2 separate regions of the Mus musculus genome follow, and region 1 is linked to region 2. A link is a contact called in public promoter capture Hi-C data. All regions are on one chromosome and are shown on one strand. Each heading gives the region's core, a stretch centred on a gene start, on an enhancer-like site or on the middle of the called end of the contact. The rest is flanking DNA. Distances are from core to core; before and after follow the strand shown. Region 1 overlaps Mmp15 (matrix metallopeptidase 15). Region 2 holds the start of Slc38a7 (solute carrier family 38, member 7).

Region 1 (6,469 bases), core at 28-2,527, 480 kb after region 2:
GGATCCCCTGCCAGACACTGATGGGCTTGGGGTAGCCAGGGTCTCCATGCTGTGTCTCCTCGTTGAAGCGCCAGTACCTATGACCAGAAGCATCAGGCTGTGAACCTGGAGCCCTGCCCGGTTTGGGCCTTGGGTCTTTCCCCTTCCCCTATAGCCTCTCCCTGGGCAGGTCTGAAAATGAGAGGCCCTGGCTAGAGCCTCTTCCTTTAAGGGAAAGGGCATGGCAAACCGCTCACCTGTCTGCTTGAAAGAAGAAGGTGTGACCTGTGGGCTCCCACCAGATGGCTGTGTCAATGCGGTCATAGGGGATGTCTGTGCCATAGCTGCTCAGCGGCTGTGGGTAGCCGGGCTCCAGATTGGCTTCTCGGAAAAGCCAGTAGCGGTTACCTGTATGGGGAGCAGCAGGCTGTGTGAGGATAAGCCCAGATTGGGGACGGAGGTGGCAGAGGAAATGCTACCCATACACACCACCACTGCCCATCTCGCAACCCACGCATCTACGCCTATCCCCATGGCCACCTGCGAGATGCTCATTTCTCTGTGTACAAGTCATCCGCTACCACCCAGTCTGACTCACACACTCTGCATGGCCTTCTAGACTGCAGAAGATGGACAGGGATACAGTTGTAATCCAGGCCTGCAGGGTCTAGGGCTGCCTGATCCCCCAGCCTGTCTGCCTCTCCATTCACACTATGCTACCTCCAGGTGTTGAGTCAGCCCACCATAGTGATGGGAAATGCAGTCTTCTCTTCTTTCCTAGACCCAACAGGGCACGAGGGCTGCCTGGTCCCTCTCAAGGCCTCCTGCTTACCTTTGAAGAAGACAAAATGTCCATCCTGGCGCTCGTAGGCAGCACTGATGTTCCCCGGCAGACCGCGCCAGAAGTGGCCAATTGGCATGGGGTAGTTGTCTAGAACGCGGTTGTGCCTGACTCGCCAGAACCAGCGGCCCTGGGGAAGAGGGTGGGTATTGACGGGCGGCATGTGCAAGGTACCTTGGCTCAGGGTGGGAGCTATGCTTAACTCTGCTTCTTCCCAGGTCAGGGATGATCTGTCAGACAGGCCATAGAGACCCCAGGAGCCAGGCAGTACCTGGAAAGCCAAGGCAGCTCCAAGGAGGGAGCTTTGGGCTGAGAAGCGGGAATCTGACTGCTGTGTGACCCTTGGCAAGTCCCTTGTTTTCTTGGGTTGGTTTCTTCCTCGCCTGGGGTCTGGTAAGCACCCAGAAGCTGTTAGCGAGGGAGGAGCCAGGCAAGGCTCTGAACAGGACTTAGAGAGGCTGGGGGTGGGGGGAGGTGGGGCCAGGTTCTGGGTTGGCTGGGGAAGGCACTAGGAGGGTGGGGCCAGACCTTGAACACAAACATCTCTCCGCGGAGCACAGCCACTGTGTCGAAGTTGCCATCGCAGATGTTGGGGCCATACTGGTCAGGCCTCTCTGTGGCTCGGGGCTGGGGTGGGGGCCCTGGTTTGGGGGGCCTTTCTGGCTTCCCACCTGGATGTGGTGGCTGGGGAGGCCGAGGTGGCTGGTGATCTGGCCGTCCTGGCCGCCGGGGCCTCACAGTGGGGAGAGGCCGGGTGGGCTGTGGCTTACCATCTGGGGAGCCTACAGAGAGGAGGGGATCAGGCCGTGAGAAGGCAGGCGCAGAGTCCAGCCTGGGTGCCAGGTTCTCCTATACAAAGTGCTGGAGTCCTGAGTCTCCTTCCAGCCTGGAGAGACTTGGACCCCAACAGGGACCCCCTCCAGGAACAAGGTCCTGTCTATCCAGAGAAGATCTCTCTGTTACCAGTTCATTCCCCTACCTCCTAACCCCCCAGCCTCCTCCACACAATCTTTTTCTTAACTTCTCTGGGATGGGAGGCTACCTGCTTCTGCTTTGCCTGGGGACAGTCTCCTTGCCTGGCCAGGCCCTAGGAAGTAAGGCACCTGCGGAGTAAGGAGCAGAGCCCTGGCTTGGGCAACTTGAACTCTACCAGATGCACAGCTTAGTACTGAATTGCTGGGGATGGAGGAAGGTACATCTGTCAGGTGCCCCCCTGAGGAGGCTGACAGAAGAGCTGGCCTTGGGGAGATCTGGCCACTGTAGATTTGCTATGTAGAGTCTGGGCTAGATAGGCAGCTGTCTCACCCCAAATCCACTGGGAAGTGCTGGGAACAGACTATGGGTCCTTGGGACAACTTTAGTCTAGTAGGGATAGTGCCAAAGATAGGAGGGAGATAGGGTGGGTCATCTAAATCTTCTTGCAGTTCCAGCCTGGAGCCAGTGTGGGTTCTGGGCAAGTGACTGGGCCTCAGTTTTCCTGCCTATAGAATGGGAGCAGAGTAGTGCTTGTCTTGCACGGCTAACAGGGCACAGCCTACTCACCATACAGCTGCTGGATGCCCCGAAGGTCATCTTCGGGCAGCTGGAAGTTGTCGGTATCCATCCACTGGTAGAAGGGTGCCATAATAGCGCTGGGGTTACTTGAGTGTTCTAGCCCCAGGGCATGGCCCAGCTCATGCACGGCCACCAGAAAGAGGCTGATTCCTGTCGGGAAGGCATATTCAGTCACTCCGGTCATCTAGGCCCTCCAGGCTGCCATGGACCCTACTCTTGCTTCTCTCTTGGATGGGACTGAGCTTCTCTTACTTTTGGCTTCTATTTTCCCCATCTGAGAAATGGGTCCAACATCCCCTTCTCTTCCCACCTTCCCTTGGTGGGACAACAGACTGAGATTAAGTACAAGGCTTCAGAGTCATGAATAGGGGACATTCTCTCCTCCTGAGCCTGAAGCTACTGAGCTGGAGGGACCAGCCAAGCTTAGGCACTGCCCTGCCTGCTCCCACCCTGTCCTGGCCAGCTGTCCTCACCATGCAGGTCAGTGCTGGAGAAGGTCCAGGGTTCATCTGCGTCGAAATGGGTGTCCCCACCCAGACCAGGGCCGGGGAAATAAGCGTGGGCCAGAAAGCCACCCACGCCATCAAACGGTGAGCTGTCGCCATGGAAGCCAGAGGCAAAGAGTACCATGATGTCAGCCTCCGCTCGCCTTCGTAGCCGAATGTCATCATAGGATACTTCCTGGAAGACCAATGGTGTGACCTGCTCCCACACTTGGAAAGCCCTGCGCACCGCCTCCATGGAGTTGTACCAGCCCAGCTTCTCAGTGTAGTTCTGGATGCTGCGGGTGGGCGGGGAGATAAGAGTTAACAGGGCCCTAACAGAGATAAGGGCCTATGGGATACCACCGTCCATTGCTGCCACCTTCCTAAGATTACATAATGATGCCACGCTATCCACTCTTAGATATGAATTAGAACTTGTCACATCCAGTAATTTTTTAAGATACGGCCCTACGTTTTCATGGTGGAAGACAAGCAGATTTAAAATAAGAAAGACAGTGAGGCTTGGTGGCGGCCTATGCCTTTAATCCCAGCACTCAGGAGGCTGGAGCAAAGTGGATCTCAAAGTTCAAGGCCAGCTGGTCTACAGAGTAAGTTCCAGGCTAGCCAGAGCTACATAGTGAGACCCTGTCTTGAAAAACCAAAAAGAAACAAAGAAAATAAAAATACAGTCAGGAGGTGGGTATGGTAGTGTACCCCTGAAATCCCACCACTTGGAAGCTGGAGGTAGTAAGGTCGGGGGTTCAAGGTTAGCTTCAGCTACATCGTAAGCTTGAGCGCATACTGGGTATTACATGAGGACCTGACCTCGTCTTAGCAACCCTCCCCACACCCCCAAATCTCAAAACAAAAGGTAGTAAAAATAGTAAGTGAAAGAAAGCACAGCTCTTTGTGGCCATGGGATAGAGGCAGCTGAAGTCTAGGAAACAAGCCAAGCCACCCTGGATATTGACCCTAGGGCTAGGCAGACCCTAACTTTAGCTGTGTGACTTTGGACATTTGACTAGACAGATTCAGTTTCTCTATTTGAAAGACAGCAAAAGGGGAGGAGCTAATGCTTTCTTTGTGTGTGTGTGTGTGTGTGTGTGTGTGTGTTTGTGTGTGTGTGTGTGAGTCCTCGAGAGGATTAAGTGAGATACTGCACAAAGGATATATATACAGCCCAGAGCAGGGGCTCTCAACCTTCCTAATGCTCCGACCCTTTAATACAGATCCTCATGGTATGGTGTGGTCACCACCCCCAACCATAAAATCATTGTATTGCTACTTCATAACCATAATTTTGCTACTGCTATAAACTATGATATAAATATCTGATATGCATGTTATCTGATATGCCACTTCAGAGTGGTTGCAACCCATATATTGAGAACCACTGGTCTAGAGCCTGCATATGAAGCAGAAAGCCTGCCCCTTCCCTGAGGATTAGACTCAGCTGCTGGTGCAGATAGACTGTCATAAACCACAAGGGGCAGGGGGACACTGACCTAGTGGACCATGCATTTGCTCAAGGATCTGAGACCTGAGTTAAAGCAGGATGTCTGTCCCCCACACCTACTGACCACACTGATTCAAGAGCTCGTCTGGTCACATTAGGCCAGTATAGCTTGCAACCAGCTGGGGTCAGATAAGGACCAAGCAGGAGACACGTGACAGTGACCCATCTTTCCCTGGAGGGAGGCCCTAGATTGTGAGCTGGGACTGAGTAAGGCCAGGCCTCTTCTGGGAAAACCCAAGTCCCCCTGAGAGGGCAGAACAGCGCCCCTTGAAGCTGGACCCGTACCTGAAGGTCAGGTGGTAATTGTTCCATGCCTTTCCTGTCAGGGTGTAACGTTTCCGCCGTCGACGCAGGTTGGCTTTCACATGTACCCCAAACTGATCAGGAACCCCACATCGGGGCCGCTTCATCCACCTGGATCACAGATATAGAGGGGTCAGCTTTGGGTTATCTCTTCCAGGCAGCGTCTTGCTTCCCAATCTTCCCTCAGAGGGATGTTTTGGGGGTGGGAGACTCTGGCTTCCAGAATAGTGGGTAAAGAGATTCCATTTTAAGAAGATTGAACGCTAAGGAGTGACTCAAAAATGTATGCTCCTGCTCCTGAGTATAATCCAAGCATGGGCTGGGTTCTCTTGTGGCCTCCTGTCCCAGTTGTGTCAAGCTCGGTGCTTCTCAATGTATCTGTAGGTCCTATCAATTCTAATAGAGTAAGGCCTAGCTAGGTTGTCCCAACCAGGGGTTTGGTACTGCACGTCCCATTCTCATGCCTATAGCAGGTATCACTAATTGAACATGATGCTCTTCCTGACAAAGCTGGACTATTTCTATCTCATCTCTTTTTTTATTTATCTATTTTTTAAATGTATGTGTATGTATGTGTGTCTGCATGAATTTATGTGCATTGTATACATACAGGTGTCTGTTGGGGTTCTCAAAGATACCTAGGAACTGGAATTATAAGTGGTTGCAAGCTGTCTCCTGTGGGTATTAGGAACTGAACCCAGGGCCTCTGAATGAGCAGTCAGCAATCTTAACACTCCAGCCTCTATGTTATCTTTTTTAGCATAAGGCTTCAGGCAACCATACTAAACAATAAACATTAGCATGAAGATCAAACCATCAGTCATTCCTCATCCAGGCCACTCTCCTCTGAAAATGTCATATACCAAAGGCTCCTCAGAGCAGGCTGGAGGCCAGGAGGCCCATGGTGTCTGGAAGGGGTCACGTGGAGGGACTCGGACTCACGTTTTCGTCTCTTCATCAAGCACACCCGTGACAGGGATCCCATAGAAACTCTGCATCTCGGCAAGGGCGGAGGCCAGGATCTGGGCAGAGCGCATGGTGGACATGTGGCGGCTGGGCTGGGGTAGGTAGCCATAGAGCCGCAGCCAGTTCTGCAAAGTAGCCAAACCCGGTTTGCTCAGTCACTGCTCAGAACCCTCCAAGACCTCCCAATTCAAAGGACATTCAGTTCTTCCGGGGCCTATAAAGCCCTCACCACCCAGCCCACCTCAACTCTCTAGCTTCCATCCTGCCGACTGGTACACTATTCCTTGCCATCCCTCTGCCCCTCAGCGTGGGATCATTCTGCTCCAGGCAGGCTGCTGGGGACCCTCAAGTATTCAGAATCTCTCTAAGAGGTTAAGAGGGCACTGGGTCCTGTGGAACTGTAATTACCGGCAGTTGTAAACCATGCATTCAGTTGCTAAGGACCAACATCTGGTCCTCTGCTGGAGCAGCAAATACTCTTAACTGCTGAACCATCTCTCCAGCTTTGGAGAGAGAGAGAGATTGAGAGAGAGAGAGAGAGAGAGAGAGAGAGAGAGAGAGAGAGAGAGAGAGAGAGTGTGTGTGTGTGTGTGTGTGTGTGTGTGTATGTGTGTGTGAGGTTTTGAGACATGGTTTCTCTGTGTAACCTTAGCTTTTCGGAAACTTGCTTTGTAGATCAGGCTGGCCTCAAACTCAAAGAGATTTGCCTGCCTCTGCCACCCAAGTTCTGGGATTAAGGCATATTGCCACCAAGCTCAGTCCAACCCCTCTTTTTTTTTCAAGACAGGGTTTCTCTGTATAGTCCTGGCTGTCCTGGAACTCACT
Region 2 (6,648 bases), core at 3,386-5,885:
AGATGAAATCGATGAACAATATGAATACAGGAAGGAACTGGAACCCATGTGTGGGGAGCAGTAATGGGAGGATCAGGTGGGAAAGAGAGGGGAGAGGTGTGAGAGAGAGGATATGGGAGGTTAGCTAAAATTAACGGTCATGTGAAGGAGATCTAAATGAAATCACCAAATACTGGGGGAGACAGAGTCCCAACTGGACATTTCTTGTCACCAAATAAAGTTTCCAGTACTGGGATTGAGTTACATATAACTGAGTTATTGGCCAAATGGGTCCCGTAGGAACTCCCCCCATCCCCAAACAACCCAGGCTGTTGCCAAGACTATAGGTTGTTCTCCACAAACTAATAGACAACACCACACAACTCATTGACCATGAAGGAGTCAAGCTGGTGCCTACAGAGAGCCCTCACTCACCCTTATGTGTTAGCATCTTTGGAACAGGAAATTACTCTGAGCACTACCAAAGAAGAAATGTAAACACTGGACATAGTACTACCGGAGGATCCAGCAATACCTCTCCTGGGCATATACCCAGAAGATGTTCCAACCGGTAAAAAGGACACATGCTCCACTATGTTCATAGCAGCCTTATTTATAATAACCAGAAGCTGGAGAACCCAGATGTCCCTCAACAGAGGAATGGATACAGAAAATGTGGTACATTTACACAATGGGGTACTACTCAGCTATTAAAAACAATGAATTTATGAAATTTTTGGGCAAATGGATGCATCTGAAGGATATCATCCTTAGTGAGGTAACCCAATCACAAAAGAAGTCACTTGATATGCACTCACTGATAAGTGGATATTAGCCCAGAAACTTAGAATAACCAATATACAATTTGCAAAACACAAGAAAATCAAGAAGAAAGACCAACGTGTGAATACTTCATTCCTCCTTAGAATAGGGAACAAAATACCCATGAAAGGAGTTACAGAGACAAATTTTGGAGCTAAGACGAAAGGATGGACCATCCAGAGACTACCCCACCTGGGGATCCATCCCATAATCAGCCGCCAAACCCAGACACTATTGCATATGCCAGCAAGATTTTGCTGAAAGGACCCTGATATATCTGTCTCAAGTGAGGCTATGCCAGTGCCTGGCAAATACAGAAGTGGATACTCACAGTCATCTATAAGATGGAAAACAAGGCCCCCAATGGAGGAGCTAGAGAAAGTACCCAAGGAGCTGAAGGGGTCTGCAACCCTATAGGTGGAACAACAATATGAACTAATCAGTACCCCCAGAGCTCGTGTCTCTAGCTGCATATGTACAGAAGATGGCCTAGTCGGCCATCATTGGGAAGAGAGGCCCCCCTTGGTCTTGCAAAATTTATATGCCCCAGTACAGGGGAACGCAAGGGCCAAGAAGTGGGAGTGAGTGGGTAGGGGAACAGGGCGGAGGGAAGATATAGGGAACTTTCAGAATAGCATTTGAAATGTAAATAAAGAAAATATCTAATAAAAAAAAGAAACCCCCCCCAAAAAAAGTAGCAATAAAATGTCTCTTAAGCCGGGCGTGGTGGCACACGCCTTTAATCCCAGCACTCGGGAGGCAGAGGCAGGCGAATTTCTGAGTTCGAGGCCAGCCTGGTCTACAGAGTGAGTTCCAGGACAGCCAGGGCTATACAGAGAAACCCTGTCTCAAAAAAAACCAAAAAAAAAAAAATGTCTCTTAAATGCCGGGCAGTGGTGGCACACATCTTTAATCTCAGCACTCGTGAGGCAGAGGCAGGTGTATTTCTGAGTTCGAGGCCAGCCTGGTCTACAGAGTGAGTTCCAGGACAGCCAGGGCTACACAGAGAAACCCTGTCTCCAAAAAAAAAAAAAAAAAAAAAAAAAAAAAAAAAAAAAAGTCTCTTAATGACATTCTCTATGCTCATAGATCAGTACCTTGCTCAGCCATTATCAGATAAACTTCCTCCTACAGCAGATGGGAACAAATACTGAGGCCCAACAGCAGATATTATGCCAAGAGGGGGAGACCTTGGAATACTCAGCCCTATGTGGGATGTCTCCATCAAATCCCTCCCCTTTAGTCTTAGGGAACCCTAAGGAAGAGATGTGGAAAGGGTGTAACAGGTTACAGGTCACCAAGAAAACAAGGCCCTTTACACCAATATGATCAACGCTCATATGAATTCACAGAGACTGGTGCTCACACCAGGCCTGCACCAGGTCTTTCACATACATCCATATTATTGCTTTCTAGTTTAATGTTTCCTTAGGATTCCTGAGTGTGTGAACAAGTGGGTCTCTGATTCTTGTGCCTTTTCTTGGATTCTTTTCCTTGTGTTTGTTTTGTCTAATTCATATGTGTTAGGTTTTGTTTTATCTAATAAGGTTTTATTTTATTCTTTTAAGAAAAGGCAGAACCCTATGGTGCTGGAAATGCTTGATCTCTTTTATGTGATGCAGCCTTACTGCTGTGATAAGCGTGTGTGTGTGTGTGTGTGTGTGTGTGTGTGTGTGTGTGTGTGAGAGAGAGAGAGAGAGAGAGAGAGAGAGACAGAGAGAGAGAGAGAGAGAGACCTCTGAGCCTAGAAGAGGGTGTTAGATCCCCTGGAGCTAGAGCTGTAGGTGCTGTGAACTCTGGGAACTGAACTCAGGTTCAGTATCGCTCATGTGAGATAAAATTTTATAGAACGAATACAACCAAATAAGATGGAAGATTTAAAGAATATCAGCAGAGGGCTGGAGAGATGGCTCGGCGGTTAAAAGCACTGACTGTGTTTCCAGAGGTCCTGAGTTCAATTCCCAGCAACCACATGATGACTCACAACCATCTGTAATGGGATCTGATGCCTTCTTCTGGTGTGTCTGAAGACAGTGTACTCATGTATATAAAATAAATAAATCTTAAATAAAAAAAAAGAATATCAGCAAGGGCTGAGAAGATGGCTCAAGGGTTTAGAGCACTAGTTGGTCTTCCACAGGGGCTGAGTTCAATTCCCAGGAACACGGCAGCTGACAGCTGTCTGTAACTCCAGTTTCAAGGAATCTGATGCATCGTCAAGACATGTGCTGCACACAGACAGAAACACACACACATTAAAATAAGTAAATTTAATAATAATGATGAATATTATTAACAGATTGTGTCAATGTCAATATTCTGGTTGTATGATGTTGTACCAAAGTTCTGTGAACTCGTGTGTTGAGGCAAACTGACACACAGATCTCTATATTATTTCTCTCTTTTTTTTTTTTTTTTTTTTTTTTTTTTTTGGTTTTTCGAGACAGGGTTTCTCTATATAGCCCTGTCTGTCCAGGAGCTCACTTTGTACACCAGGCTGGCCTTGAACTCAGAAATCCGCCTGCCTCTGCCTCCTGAGTGCTGGTATTAAAGGTGTGCGCCACCACGCCCGGCTCTATATTATTTCTTATGTCTGTACTTGGCTCTGCTAATCTCAGTAACATCGCCTCCTTTTTCATCTTGGGCCGGTGGGGTGGGGAGGTAGCATTGCTTCCTGAGCCAGGATTTTATTGTGGAACCCAAGCTAGCTTCAAGCTCACTGCTCTCCTGCCTCAGTCTGTTGAATGCTGGGTTTACAGGCATGTGTCCCATACCCAACTTTTTCAAATGAGAGGTAGACCCATTGAGAGGCTCAACGTGTAAAGGCACTTGTTACCAACCCTGAAGACCTGAACTCAATCCCCAGAAGCCACAGGATGAAAGGAGGGAAGCAACTCGTGAGAGTTGCCCTGTGGACTCCCCGTGCATACTGTGAATGCACAGACACACGTAAGTAAATGTAAAAGGAAAAACTGGTGCTGGAGAGATGGCTCAGAGGTTAAGAGAACTGTCTGCTGTTCCGGAGGTCCTGAGTTCAATTCCCAGCAACCACATGGCTCACAACCATCAGTAATGAGATCTGGTGCACTCTTCTGCCCTGTAGGATACAGGCAGAACGCTGTATACATAATAAATAAATAAATCTTTTAAAAGAGAAAAAAGAAAGAAAGAAAAGAAAAAATAATAATTAAACTAGACTGTGAATATAATTGAAAGATATCGCTCCTTCCTGGGGCTCAGATTCAAGTTCTAGAACCACAAATAAAGAGGCAGAAAAGGACTTCCTTTATAAACGGCATACAGCCCAGAAGCCAAAGCTCTAGGCAATTCACCTTCATTCAATAAGTCGAGAGCCTGAACCGCCTCAAACATTTCCGAAATCTAGCCTTGAGGTTGTAGCCAGGGATTAATGAATGCTCAAACTGACTCTTTCTCTCTCTCTCTCTCTTGTTCAAAGGTCCCTCACACTCCTCAGTCAAAGAAACTCTGGGGTCACTTGCTGTGGCAATGAATGCAGGAACAAACATAATGAGGCCAAATAGCTTTGGCCCGTGGCTCCTGAGGACAAAGATGCCAAACCTCTTAACGCTCTTTCCAGGAGGAAGGAACAGTGTTTAATTTGGCCAAGGGACCAAGTCTAAAAATAACTGGATAAACGGGTTGGCAGAAAGCTAGGCTGGCTCAGAACTATTGTTGGGTTGAGAAGCTGGTGTGGTCCGATGGTGACACTGACTTAAAAACTACAACTCCCAGAGTTTCCTGCGGCCTGTGCTAGCTGGACGGTCATGTGATTCAGGCTCACGTGTTACTTGAGTCGGCTCCGGAACAACGCCTACAAGGTATGTGAAAGGAGGTACGGGAGGTGCAAGGTGGGGTTGTAGGGTTCTTGGGTCTTCAGAGTTCCCCATCACTGCTGAGACCAGATCCCTGTAGGGCTCCACAGCCGTCTTTGCCTGTTGCTTTCTGCTGCACCAGTCCAGCCACACCTTAGCCTGACGGCTCTCCACTCAGTCCTAGGCCAGGATCGAGTTAGCTTTGGAGTTAAAAACGCAACCCACCGCTTTTTCGCCAGGCTTGGGGCTCATCCCAACCCACCCTGGTCAGGTGCTCGCTGTCCCACCTCCTAATGCAATCCAAACCTCGTGTTTCAGTGCTGGTCCCGGGCTGGTCTGGGAACCATGTGAGATCTGTTCCATCTCCGACCTAATAAATAATGTGCATCGTGCTTATAGCTCTGGCCCCGCCAACTGCTCACCGTGACTTTAATGTAACCTCTTTCCTTCGTGTACCTTTTCCCTATTTGAACTGGCACTCCACTCCTTGCTATAGGTTATTCAGAACCACTCAGTGTAATCTCCCACCCCCTGCCCTGGTAGCCAGCTGCAAAAGGTCAAACTCTTCTCTCTTCTGACTGCAGATTTTTAGATAAAGCCTTGAGAAGAACTTGAGGCCAAAAGGGGAGGTGAGGGGGCTCTGACCCCATACCTTTAGGCAGAGGAAACAGCCCTCTTCTAGATTAGCAGGTAAGTTGGGCTAAATGATTGGGGCCGAGGTAAAAGCTCTTAGAGCAGTGAGAGTGGTCCAAGGGATGGGGTTGCTCGTCCTGAGCTTTTGTGTGGTTGCAGGAGAGGCTGGGCAAATGGCCGAGGACTGGGTAGGGGTGCCAAAAGGAAACCTGCTTCCTAGAGAGACTTAGGGTCACGGGACCTTGAAGTATGTTTTTCTGCGGTGTGAGCAATGTGGAAGGGATGGCCTTAGACCTCTCTGGAGCAATGCCTGGACCAGGGGAGTCCCCAGACTGCCTTTACTACTCACCACTGAGATTTTGCTGAGTTGCTGGCTGGGAAGGGAGATTGCGTCATAAGAGGAAGAAGTCTGTGGCCAGACTGGTGTTTCTGATTCTGGCCCCAGCAGAGGGCCCCAGCACTGGGACTGTGTCCCTTAATTGCTGGATGGCAGATGTCCCAGAGCACTTGCACTTCTCTCTTCTTTCCTGGGTTGATGTTCCCAGCTTTGTCCATCATTAGAAGGCACATCTGGGAAGCATCCTCAGGGGCCTATGTACTGTTCTAGACCTCCTCCATTGCGGTGGGCTGACCTTATCAGGAGGGTTGGAGAGTGGTTGTGGCTGAATCACTGCCTTTGTGGGGAGGAAATGGGATTTTAAAACAACAACAACAAAAAAGGTTTATTTATTTTATGTATATGAATACACTTTCGCTCTCTTCAGACACAGCAGAAGAGGGCATCAGATCCCATTACAGATGGTTGTGAGCCACCATGTGTTTGCTGGGAATTGAACTCAGGACCTCTGGAAGAGCAGTCAGTGCTCTTAAACGCTGAGCTGTCTCTCCAGCCCGGGACTTATTTATTTATTTATTTATTTTTATTTTGGTTTTTCGAGACAGGGTTTCTCTGTGTGTCGTCCTGGCTGTCCTGGAATTCACTTTGTAGACCAGGCTGGCCTCGAACTCAGAAATCTGCCTGCCTCTGCCTCCCACGTGCTGGGATTAAAGGCATGTACCACCACCGCACAGCGATTTTTTTTTTAAACTACAGAAAATAAGAATGTGAATGAATGAACATTCCATAGTTCCTATATGGAGGTCAGAGACCAACCTGCCCATTCTTTCTGTCCACTGAATGGGTCCCAGGGATCGAACTCAAGTCATTAATCTTGATTGCAAGTACTTTTACCCATTCAGCCATCTTACCAGCCCCAAAGTAGAGGTTGTTAGGGACCATCTCCCAAGCCTCATCTATGTTAAGCACAGGCTGCACCAGGCCCACCCAGGTAATGCTTACTAATATCAGCATACTCTTCACAAGAAAGCTTACACCATGAAA

The links. Promoter capture Hi-C pulls out the DNA fragments that hold promoters and counts their contacts.
Region 1: a promoter capture Hi-C map of embryonic stem cells shows a contact between it and region 2, with 2.0 times the contacts expected there. The contact joins the enhancer-like site here to the promoter of Slc38a7 in region 2. A contact is called at or near these places in 3 of 39 promoter capture datasets (cranial neural crest, embryonic stem cells and second pharyngeal arch cranial neural crest), 1 of 484 Hi-C or Micro-C datasets (embryonic stem cells) and 3 of 115 datasets of contacts at active chromatin or transcription factors (embryonic limb bud, embryonic midbrain and embryonic stem cells).

The regions. Positions count from the first base shown.
Region 1 is chr8:95,364,614-95,371,082 of GRCm38.p6, reverse strand. Mmp15 (matrix metallopeptidase 15) reads right to left here. Exons shown (of 10, transcript NM_008609.4): 2 at 5,621-5,769; 3 at 4,661-4,789; 4 at 2,848-3,155; 5 at 2,363-2,524; 6 at 1,349-1,602; 7 at 812-950; 8 at 237-387; 9 at 1-77. Among named protein-coding and RNA genes, the nearest start is that of Mmp15, 16 kb to the right of the region's middle. Within about 2 kb of position 1,277, at least 89 of the 459 cell types and tissues checked have an H3K27ac peak or open chromatin away from gene starts, as enhancers often do. A contact at or near this core is called in embryonic limb bud and embryonic stem cells, where this site is marked.
Region 2 is chr8:95,851,478-95,858,125 of GRCm38.p6, reverse strand. Slc38a7 (solute carrier family 38, member 7) reads left to right here and starts at 4,635. Exons shown (of 12, transcript NM_172758.4): 1 at 4,635-4,654; 2 at 5,219-5,324.